Linked DNA regions of Rattus norvegicus: region 1 is linked to region 2. The links are chromatin contacts, called in public Hi-C maps. All regions are on one chromosome and are shown on one strand. The core of a region is the stretch at or near the end of the contact, and the rest is flanking DNA. Distances in the headings are between cores, read along the strand shown.

Evidence for each region. Hi-C and Micro-C count contacts between places; a contact is called where the count stands out from the background.
Region 1: a Hi-C map of Schwann cells shows a contact between it and region 2, with 2.2 times the contacts expected there. The contact joins the enhancer-like site here to the promoter of Nudt4 in region 2. A contact is called at or near these places in 2 of 12 Hi-C or Micro-C datasets (Schwann cells and mammary epithelial cells).

The regions. Positions count from the first base shown.
Region 1 is chr7:32,136,581-32,141,495 of GRCr8, reverse strand. No RefSeq gene overlaps it. Among named protein-coding and RNA genes, the nearest start is that of Nudt4, 48 kb to the right of the region's middle. Within about 2 kb of position 3,400, at least 2 of the 93 cell types and tissues checked have an H3K27ac peak or open chromatin away from gene starts, as enhancers often do. A contact at or near this core is called in Schwann cells, where this site is marked.
Region 2 is chr7:32,089,737-32,094,371 of GRCr8, reverse strand. It overlaps Nudt4 (nudix hydrolase 4), which reads left to right and starts at 2,881. Exons shown (of 5, transcript NM_053598.3): 1 at 2,881-3,374. The coding sequence starts at 3,279.

The sequences.
Region 1 (4,915 bases), core at 2,151-4,650, 47 kb before region 2:
CCCTGGATCTGGGCCTGGGTCTGGGCGGTAACTGAGTTGGTCAGTCCATGGGCTCTCCCACACTCACACCACCAGAGTGAGCTCTCCCACTCTCATGGCCTTGAGTGGCTTACTGGCACCCATGCCAAAAGGGCCAACTCTGTGCACTGGAAGTGCATTTGGGAGGGTGCAGGTACTCTCCAGAATGATGCAGCCAGCGAGGGGCTGGACCAGCTCTCCCACTCTCACAGCCTTGGGGCTGCCTCACCTGTGCCTTTGCTATGAGAGCCAGTTCTACTGTGCTGCTCAGGTAAGGGGCAGGGCCCCGCTCTCCCGAATGCTGAGCCTTCGAGGGGCAGGGCCAGCTTTGCTCCATTCTTAATATATTACTAGTAGACGTTTGTCAGTTGCAACAATCATGCTTTATTTGTGGCTTTACCTTCTGCAGTTTCAAACCAAGGTTCAAAACAATAAATGAAAGTAAGTAATAACTTCCAAGGAACGTGTACTATATAGTAATTTCTATAATGGTCCCACTTTATTAGTGGTAATATCTTCTTGTGTAGATTTTTTAATTAAACTGATGAATTTGTATGTATAGTAAAAACAAAATATGCCACACAGGGTCTGACACTATCTACAGTTTCTAGCATTCCAACGTGTTGGAACATCTCCATGTTAGGTAAGGAGGAATAACTATATTAATTAAGAGTTTAAAGGAGTTTTTGTTTTGTTTTGTTTTGTTTTTGGTGGTGGTGATGATTGGTTGGTTGGGGTTTGGGGCTCTCAGTGTAGGGAAGGTTTTGGGGTTGGTTGGTTTTGTTTTTAGATTTTGTTGGTTGGAGGTGCAGAGGCCAAGTCTTCATACATAGCTCAAGGGAACCTACCTCTGTGTTTTCCCGGCCAGCCGTGAACTCTTGATGATCCTCCTGCATCAGTTTCCCATGTGCTAAGACTCCAGCCGCAGCCATCACACGGAGGGATCAAGCTCCATTGTTAAATGACTGCAACAATGGATGCGCTCCTGAGCCACACAACCCTCACCAGACCAGAAGTTACTGTCAGCTTTTTAGAAGAATTAGAAAGCAGAGGAGAAAGAAATCATTAGCCAAACTTCCCACGGAAAGTCACACATTCCGAGCTTCCCTTGGCCAAGGAGTCTCTTGAAAGGTGCTGATGGCCCCTTTCTGGAGCTTTACTTGACAGTGATCGATGACCTTGCAGATAATCTTATCTATGCAGACTCATCTAACTTGACTGACAAGAAGTTCTGGGCTCCTGCAGAGACATAAAGTTCCCCCAGTCTGTCAGGTATACCTCTCCCTGACTCACCGGTTCATGAGTGTCCCAGACACTTGGCTCAAAGCACTTGTGGCATAATGACAGACAAGAGACCATGACACTAAGCATATGAAATGAAGCAATCAGAACATATTCTTACCACTGTTTCAAAAAGCCGGGTTGCAAGGAGGTATCCTGTCTAGGATAAGCCACATCGACGAGCTAGACAGTTTCATTTCACACTAGGACAGAGGGGATGCCGATATCTGGCGAGGCGAAATCTGTACCAAGGGTTTTGTGAATAGCTAAAGCTTGGGAATATTTACCCTGTTCTTCCAGGGGGCCTCATCCACCACCATATGTGTCTTCTTCCTGCCTCACCCTGTCCTCTGCGCACCAGTATTTAGCACTCTGACAAAACCAAACATGTCTCCCTGCCGTCATCATCCGCTGCCCTCACTCCTTCTCTCCACCAGGCCCCTATTCCTGTCCCTTCCTCCACCCAGCCAGGACATGCTCACCTTTCCGGTCTCAACTTTGCCTTCAAACCGGTTTACACCACAAGAGAGTCACTCTCTGAGAGTGGCCTGTCTCCAATCTGTGGCATCTATGGTCTCACAGAACTGCCCTTCTTAGACAAAATCTGTCCTACGACAGATAGTTGGTAAGTATTAAATGGAAGAAAATTAAAAATGAATGAATAGAATCAATGTTATTTATCATCATTCCTAGACAGGATACTTTGAAAAAAATATGCCAAAAACTCTAAAATGTCTTTTTAAAATGATGCCTTTTTGATAATTCCTCCCCTGACATATTAAAGAGGATTCTGGAATTTCTCTAGAAGACATAAGAGACTCTGAGATTAGTCTAAAGCTTTCTGAAGCATTGTGTCTTCTCATTTCCAGCTGTGAACCCAAATGTCAGTCATCAGATGGTACCGGGATGCTTTTGAATGTAAAGAAGCAAAGCTCTAAATACTGTTCCGAGGTCAGCCTAACCAGGTGTGGTCTAAAAACAACGTCTGGGCCTGGTATAATTTGAGGCTTATAGCTCTGCTGTATTCACCAGCAGTGCTAAACTCTGTAAACCTGTTTCCCATGACTCCTGATGGGTTCTGTCAGTCTAGCCCGGTCTAGCCTTCATAAGGACAAATATGGAAGGAGTCTTCCATAGAAAACAAAGGCTGGGGACACAGCTTTGTACACAAATTTGTATAGTGTTCCATCCATTCTTCTTCCTCAAAAAGAGAGGGCAGGAAAGTGCTCCAGGAGACCCTGGGGTTTGCAATTCTTTATATCCTTGTGTCCCCAGCATGAGAGAAAATGAAATTCTTTTATCTTTTCTTCCCAGTGCATGGGAAATCCTGAGGACATCCCTAATATTAGATCCCAGAGTAAGACTCAGGTCAACCAGGGCTACCTAGTGAGAACAAGACTCTAAGTAAGTAAGCAGACAAACAAATAAGATGTGTGTGCAGTTGACAGCTGAAATTTTTCAATTTGTTTTCATTGAATTGTTTTTTTTAAGAGCAGCCCAACCTTGCCTCGACCCAAGATTCTCCTATGTCTATGTCATGAGTGCTGGGGTTACAGACATGAACCAAAATCCCCAGGTTATCAAGTTTACTTGCCCCAGCACTTGAAAAGTAAAGGCAAGAAAAAAAAGTAAAGGCATTCATCGTCATCCTTAGCTACACAGTGAGTTTGAGGCTACATGAGATCCTGTCTCAAAACGAACAAATAAAGTAATGAACATGAACTAAAGTTTTATGAAAATACATGCTTTCAAGCAATATATGGCCCAGACACCTCCATTCCCTGACCTCCTTAGAGTTGAACACATGTCATTATCAAGCCAAGAACCTAAAACCCAGATCGTAGGTCAGCACATGGCTCTCTGGAATCTAAGTCAGAACTTGGCCCGAGGCCCCTCTAACTCATGAGCTGTTGAGACATTTCTTTAAAACGCTCACCACAGCCAGCACCTCGGATGGGCAAGAGCTTCGGACTTGCCAGGCGATTTCTGATTGGACTTAGTGATTGGTAAGGGAAAGTGCAGGAGGCATACGACAGCCCGGAACTTTCTCTGCCCCTCCCTCTTTTTCAGTCTAGAGGTAGAAACAGGAGACTGGAAGGCTATTCAGACTCTGTTAGCAAGAGACAAAGAGAGCCCTGGCTGCCCCATTAGTCACTGCTCGGAAGTCCTTGCCTTCTACTTCCAAAACTGCCTTACCCCGAAGTGACTTCTCTTTGATGCTATTTATGAGCTGGAACGTGACCCTTGGGGAGGCAGGCCGAGGGCATGCGGGGGACATGAATGGGGTATGAAAGCTGCTTTTCTACTTGGGGCTGGCATTCGGGTTCTCAGGAGTATATATGGCCGAGAAAGCGAGGCAACGGTTGTTATTTATAGCACAGCTCTCTAGAGAGGAAAATTCTTTCTCGACTGAGGTGAGAAATGTAAAGAGACCCAGTTAGAAAAGTGCCAGGGTTCTCGTCCTTGGGAAAGAACCACAGCTAGGCTTGCTAGTGACTCCAGAACGGCAGTGGTTTCTGCCCTTGTTGAATCATACACGTTTTCTTTTCTATCCCATTTTGTCTCCTCCTAATATTGTGTGAAAATCACACAGATGCAAGGGTTCTCCCCCCGCCCCCAGCTCCCTTTTTAAATGTGTGTGGAGGTCAGAGGGTCAGAGGACAATCTTCCTCTTCCCCCTCTGTCCTTCCACAGGAGCCATCCAGCTTGTGTTTTGAGACAGGCTTTTTCCCATTGTCCTGGGATTTGCCAATGACACTAGACTGGCTGGCCAATGAGTCCCGGGGATCCATCTGTTCTCAACTTCCCCAGGGCTGGGATTGCAAGCATGTGCCTGGTTTCCTTTCTGATATGGCTTCTGAGAATTAGATTTACACTGGCATGCTTGTACAGCAAGAATTTTATTGGCTGAGTTATCTCCCCAAACCCCCTCCTGTCCTTTTTGAGACAAGGTGTCAAGCAGCCCAGGCTGGTTTTGAACCTACTCTAAGGCCAGAGATGTCTGTGAACTCCTGATCCTCCCACCCTACCATCTCCAATTCAAAAAACGAGAGGACCTGAGTTAGAATCCCCAGTGCCCATGTAAGAAGCCAAGTGTGGCCTTGTGTGCTTTTAATTCGATTGCTGGAGCTTGCTGGGCAACATTTCCAACTTCAGGTTCAGTGAGAGACCCTGTCTCAAAGATAATAAAGCAAAGAGTATAAACAGGACATTACTACTGTGCCCGGGTGATTCAAAACCTCTATCCGCAAACCATAATTACCTAAGAAAGGATCAGCAGTCGCCCCTCCCAGCTTCTTCTTCTCATGCTACAGCCACAATTCTGGCCACATTTCCTTCTTGCCCAAGGAGAGTCTAACCCACCACACGGCATTTAGATGTCTGTTAGCACTGCCTTGTAAACAGAATTTTGAGTCTAATGTTGAAAGGAAAACAACTGTTTTTCTTGGGAAGAAACCTTTCTGGAGGCCTCATCCTCAAGAAGGGAGCAGAGGGAACTGACTTGCTGAAGTCCCTTCTGGGAGCAGGTGCTCTTCATTACTCTTCTCACAGAATTACCACAAATGCCCTTTGACTTCCTCCTCAGTAGCGCCATTTTACAGTTGAGGACACTGAG
Region 2 (4,635 bases), core at 1,632-4,131:
AATCTCCCCCCTCGCAGTGCATTAAAACCCAAAATACAGGCCTGTAATCCCAGGGAGACTGAGCCAGAAGCCTGAGAGTTCAAGGTCAGCCTGAGCCACAGGAAAGACTCCTTCTTAAAGCAACGATTCTAATCCTTGTTGAGCTGGGTAGTGGTGGTTTGTAAGCACTCTGGAGGCAGAGGCAGGCTGATCTCATGTCTGAGTCTGAGGTCAACCAGGGTCTACAGAGAGAATTCCAGGATAGCCAGGGCTACACACAGAAACCCTATTTTGAGAGACAACAAAAAGTGTTTTGTCCTTTAATGTGTTCCTTTAAATTCTTTGGAACTTCAAAGCGCTTTCAGACTTACAACCTTGTGCAAGAATGTAGCAAATTAGTCTACCCATTTGAGAGATGAGAACCTTTGGGGGCTCAGACACCCAAACATGTAATCGTTAGTACTTGTAGGAGCTGAAGCCAGGACTTTTTTTCCACCAAGTTTAGTGCCTGGAAGCTAAAAGAAGGTGTCTCCTGCTCACATTCGCCAAGTCTCTGCTGGACTTTTTCCCTTTAGCAATTTGGTTCCAAACATCTTTTCCCTTATTCTAGCCCTTCATCTTCTGTAACCAATAAACGAGAAAGGGGATGGAGAGATGGCTCAGTGGTTAAAAGCACCTGCTACTCTTCCAGGTGACCCAGTTTCAGATCCTAGCAGTCACAGAGTGGCTGACAACCATCCTCAGCTCGTTTCAGGGAGATCTGATGTCCTCTTCTGTCCTCCAAGGACACCACGCACACATACGGTGCAGGTATGTACGCAAACATGTAAGCAAAAATTCATACACATAAATGAGATGAACAAATTACCATTCGGTTCTGCCATCCTATTTATTAAGCGCCCACTTCGAGAAGCCAGATCACTGAAGAATTTGAGGAGGGGGAAATTGAATCTTCTTCATCCATCTGAAAGGATTACCTTAAAGCCAGGCACGTGGAAACATGCCTATAACACAGCACTTCAAAGATAGGATCAGGAATTCTAGGCCAGCCTGGGCTACAGGAGACCCTATCTCAAAACAAAACATGATTAAAAAAAAAAAAAAAACACTTTATCAACAGGACTCAAATTATCTAAAAACAGCACTTGTGTATCAGTCCTACTGGAATTCCTGGGTAAATGTATGTTTGTAAACCCTGGACTTCAAGTGGCTTCAGTAAGAACAGCTTGGAAAGTGTCTCTGTACAGACTTGATTTCTAATTGTGGTGAAGCTTCATTCCTTAAACCGCCTATTCAACATTAACTCATTCTCCAAACTTGCCTCTTCTAGGCTCTGGGGTAAAACAAGCACGACAGTTTCAAATCAAAGGAGTGACGTAGCTCACCAAGGCAGCCCTGCTCTCAGTGAAGCCTCACAGGGCTTGCGGTATAAGCTTCCGGTTCCCTCTACAGCCGCATTGCCATGTTTCATTGCTAAGAGCTCTGCACCCTCCCTCTCTGCCTCCCTGACCTTTGCATAAACTCCAGTTCTGGGCTCCTGAGAGTTCAGCTCTTTGTCTTCTCGGCTCCTCCCCTTGCTGCCTTAGCTTCCTACGAAGCTTACTTCTTTCTCCTCTGGTCAAAGATCTCTGGAACCCACTACTCCCACATCAGTTTAATGGGTCATCCTGTGATTGGTCACTATTTCTCTGTTCTTAGGTTCTTATTCTGAGGGCAGGGTCTGACCGGTTTTGTAAGATGCCTGGCACATCGGAGGCCTTCCAGGAATGAAAAACAAACGGATGTGGCTGTCTAAACAGTTTTGTGGGAAGCGGAGCTCCAGTGGGTTGGTTAGGAGTTGGGGTTTTGAAATAGGGTCTCATGTAGACCTGTGTAGTCTCACCAATTCCAAATACATTGGGGAATGACCTTGAATTCCTAATCCTTCTGGTTTTGCCTCTCAAGTGCTGGAGTTACATACCTGGGATTCCACACCTGATTTGGATTAGGAGTTTTCTTGAATTCCAGTGATGTCAGGTCTCCTACCTTCTATCTTGGCCCTCAATGGCACTGAAACATGGGGAGTTGTTCCAAGTGCCTAAGACTGTAAGCTTCCAGACAACAAAAATACCATTGATTTACTGCTGTGGCCTTACTTAGAATGAGATATACACAGAATAACAGCCATAACCCGTGTGCCTGAATGCACTCTGGAGGGTGAACCGAGATGGGGAGGGGGGGATGCTACAAACACAGACAATTGTCTATAGTACATTTCAAAGCTTGAGCTGACTTTTTTTTTTTTTTTTCTTTTTTTTCGGAGCTGGGGACCGAACCCAGGGCCTTGAGCTCGCTAGGCAAGCGCTCTACCGCTGAGCTAAATCCCCAACCCTTGAGCTGACTCTTGAAGAGCACATAAAGGCACCCTCATCGAAGGAGGGAATAGGGGAAGAGGAGAAGGAAGGGGAGAGGAGAGAGAGAACTCAATGAACTTAACCATCCTAGCCTTCGCTAGCGGCGCTAACCGCGAAGCTTCCGTAGTCATGCAATGGCTCCGGGAACCCTGGCTCCAGGCCCCATACTGGGGGCCCGTCCCTAAAGGGAACTCTATCGAACAACTAAAACGGAGGGCCAGGAAGTCTCGGATCGCTTCCCTTCTGTGGCCTTGTACAAAGCACGCCCCAACCCCCTCCAAGGCGACTCGGCTCGAGCACTGGCCGGAGGGCAGGGCAGAGCTGGTAGAGCCCTAGACTTAGGTCTCAAGCCCCGCCCCCGAGCAGGCCGAAGCCGCACCCCTAGCTCCCCACCCCACCCCCTCCCGGCAACGGTCCTGGCACGCAGGCGTAATGGCGCGCGCAAAAGAGCGCGCGCACGCGCGCGCGCGGGAGCCCAGCTTAAATGCGGGCGAAGGGGGCGGCGCGCATCCTTGGCGTCTCTGCCCGGTTTGCGCCGCCGCTTCCAACTGTCTCCGCGTGGCACGAGCCACGAGCCGCGCTCTTCCCCCGGCGGCGGCGGTGGCGGCGGCGGCGGCGGGTGCAAGCAAAGAGTGGCTGCAAGCGGCTGCGGGCTCCATGGAGAGCGGCGGGCGCCCGAGCAGAGGCGGCGCTACCACCGCTGCGCCCGGACTGCAGTGACCCGCGTTCCGCCCCGCGTCCCGGCGGCCGCCCGGCCTCGCCGTCCGTGTCCGCGCCGCCGCCGCCTCCCGTCCCACCGGCTCCGGAGCACCGCGACTTCGTTCGGTCCGACTCCCCGGCGGGGTGGCGGCGGCCGGGTCCCCACGGTGGCGGCCGGAGCAGCGGCTGCAGGAGCCCGGCTCTAGGATGAAGTTCAAGCCCAACCAGACGCGGACATACGACCGCGAGGGCTTCAAGAAGCGGGCGGCCTGCCTGTGCTTCCGCAGCGAGCAGGAGGACGAGGTAAGCGCGGGGACAAAGGCTGGCGGCCGGGCTCCATCCCGCAGCCCCCTGCATCCCCCCGGTCTGCGGGTCACCGGCAACCCTCACGCCCGGAGCTGGAGACCGGTCGCTGGGCTCGCCCATTAGATCGCAGGCTGTTGGTTTAATTACGTTAGATACCTCTTTTTTGGCAAAGCGGCCTCCGCTTTTAAAGTTTCTCTGACGACCGAAAGATGGCCAGCGAGAGATGGAATGAGGCCAAAAAGGACAAGATAGGCCAGAAACCGGGGCAAAGTCGCTCTTTTCGGCCCGGCGATCTCTCGCTCTTCTGGTTTCTCAAGACTGTTCTGCGGTGTGACTTGACATCTGGGAAGGAGCGGCGTGTAATTTTACCCTCCCCACCGCATTGGTTTGATAGGGGCCTTTGGAGTATTCTCTGGGAGGGCCTATTATGTTTAATTTCAGTTATATTCGGTTTTTAAATGATTGATTTTTTTTTTAATCTTGCTCTGGATAGTTAAGTCACTTGGTAGCTGGGGGAAATCTTGTAGCGCTGCCACACCTAAAATGAACTGATAGAGGAAAAAGTTGTCGTTCTGAGTTCTGCTTCTATACCCGTGCCCAGAAGAGCACAAGATGTAAAGCCGGAGATGGGAATTTAATGGCTTCCTTATTGCAAGGCCCAGTAGTTAGCTATGACAGCATACACTCAGTGGTTGTTAACAAAAAAAACCGCGTGCTAGAAAGTTATGATCTTTAAACCGCTCTTGCATTATATTTATTTTTTTTTTAAGAAACAAACAGTTCAGGTTGTTTTGAAACCTTTTAAGTGTTAAACCCGAATCCTGAAGGAACTTCCAGAGAAAGAAAGGTCTTTGAAGCGGTTCTACTTAGAAGAGAACGAAATATAAGGGCTTTTTTAAAAGTGCACAAAGGGAGAAAAGCCAGTAAGCCTTAAATTCAGTCTCTCGAGGGAGGGGTCGGGGGACTCTTTGAAGGAGGCACCGTTCTAGGGCCAGACAAACTAAACATAAAAGCGCGTAGTAGCGAATAGTGACCAAGGATCCTGTCTGACCTGTTCACCGCTCTGTCGGATTTTTACATCGTTGAGCGTTTACAATGAGTTAGGTGCAGCCAGGGGAGGGTTATATTTAATCCTTTTAGCACTTGGGGTAGTACTGGTCAGCCCTGTTTTCTAGGTGAGACGACAGCTTTGAGCAGAAGTACTTTTGTCCAGGATGATAGAATTAGGAAGCCGTCCTTGTAGGGATCTAGTTCCTAC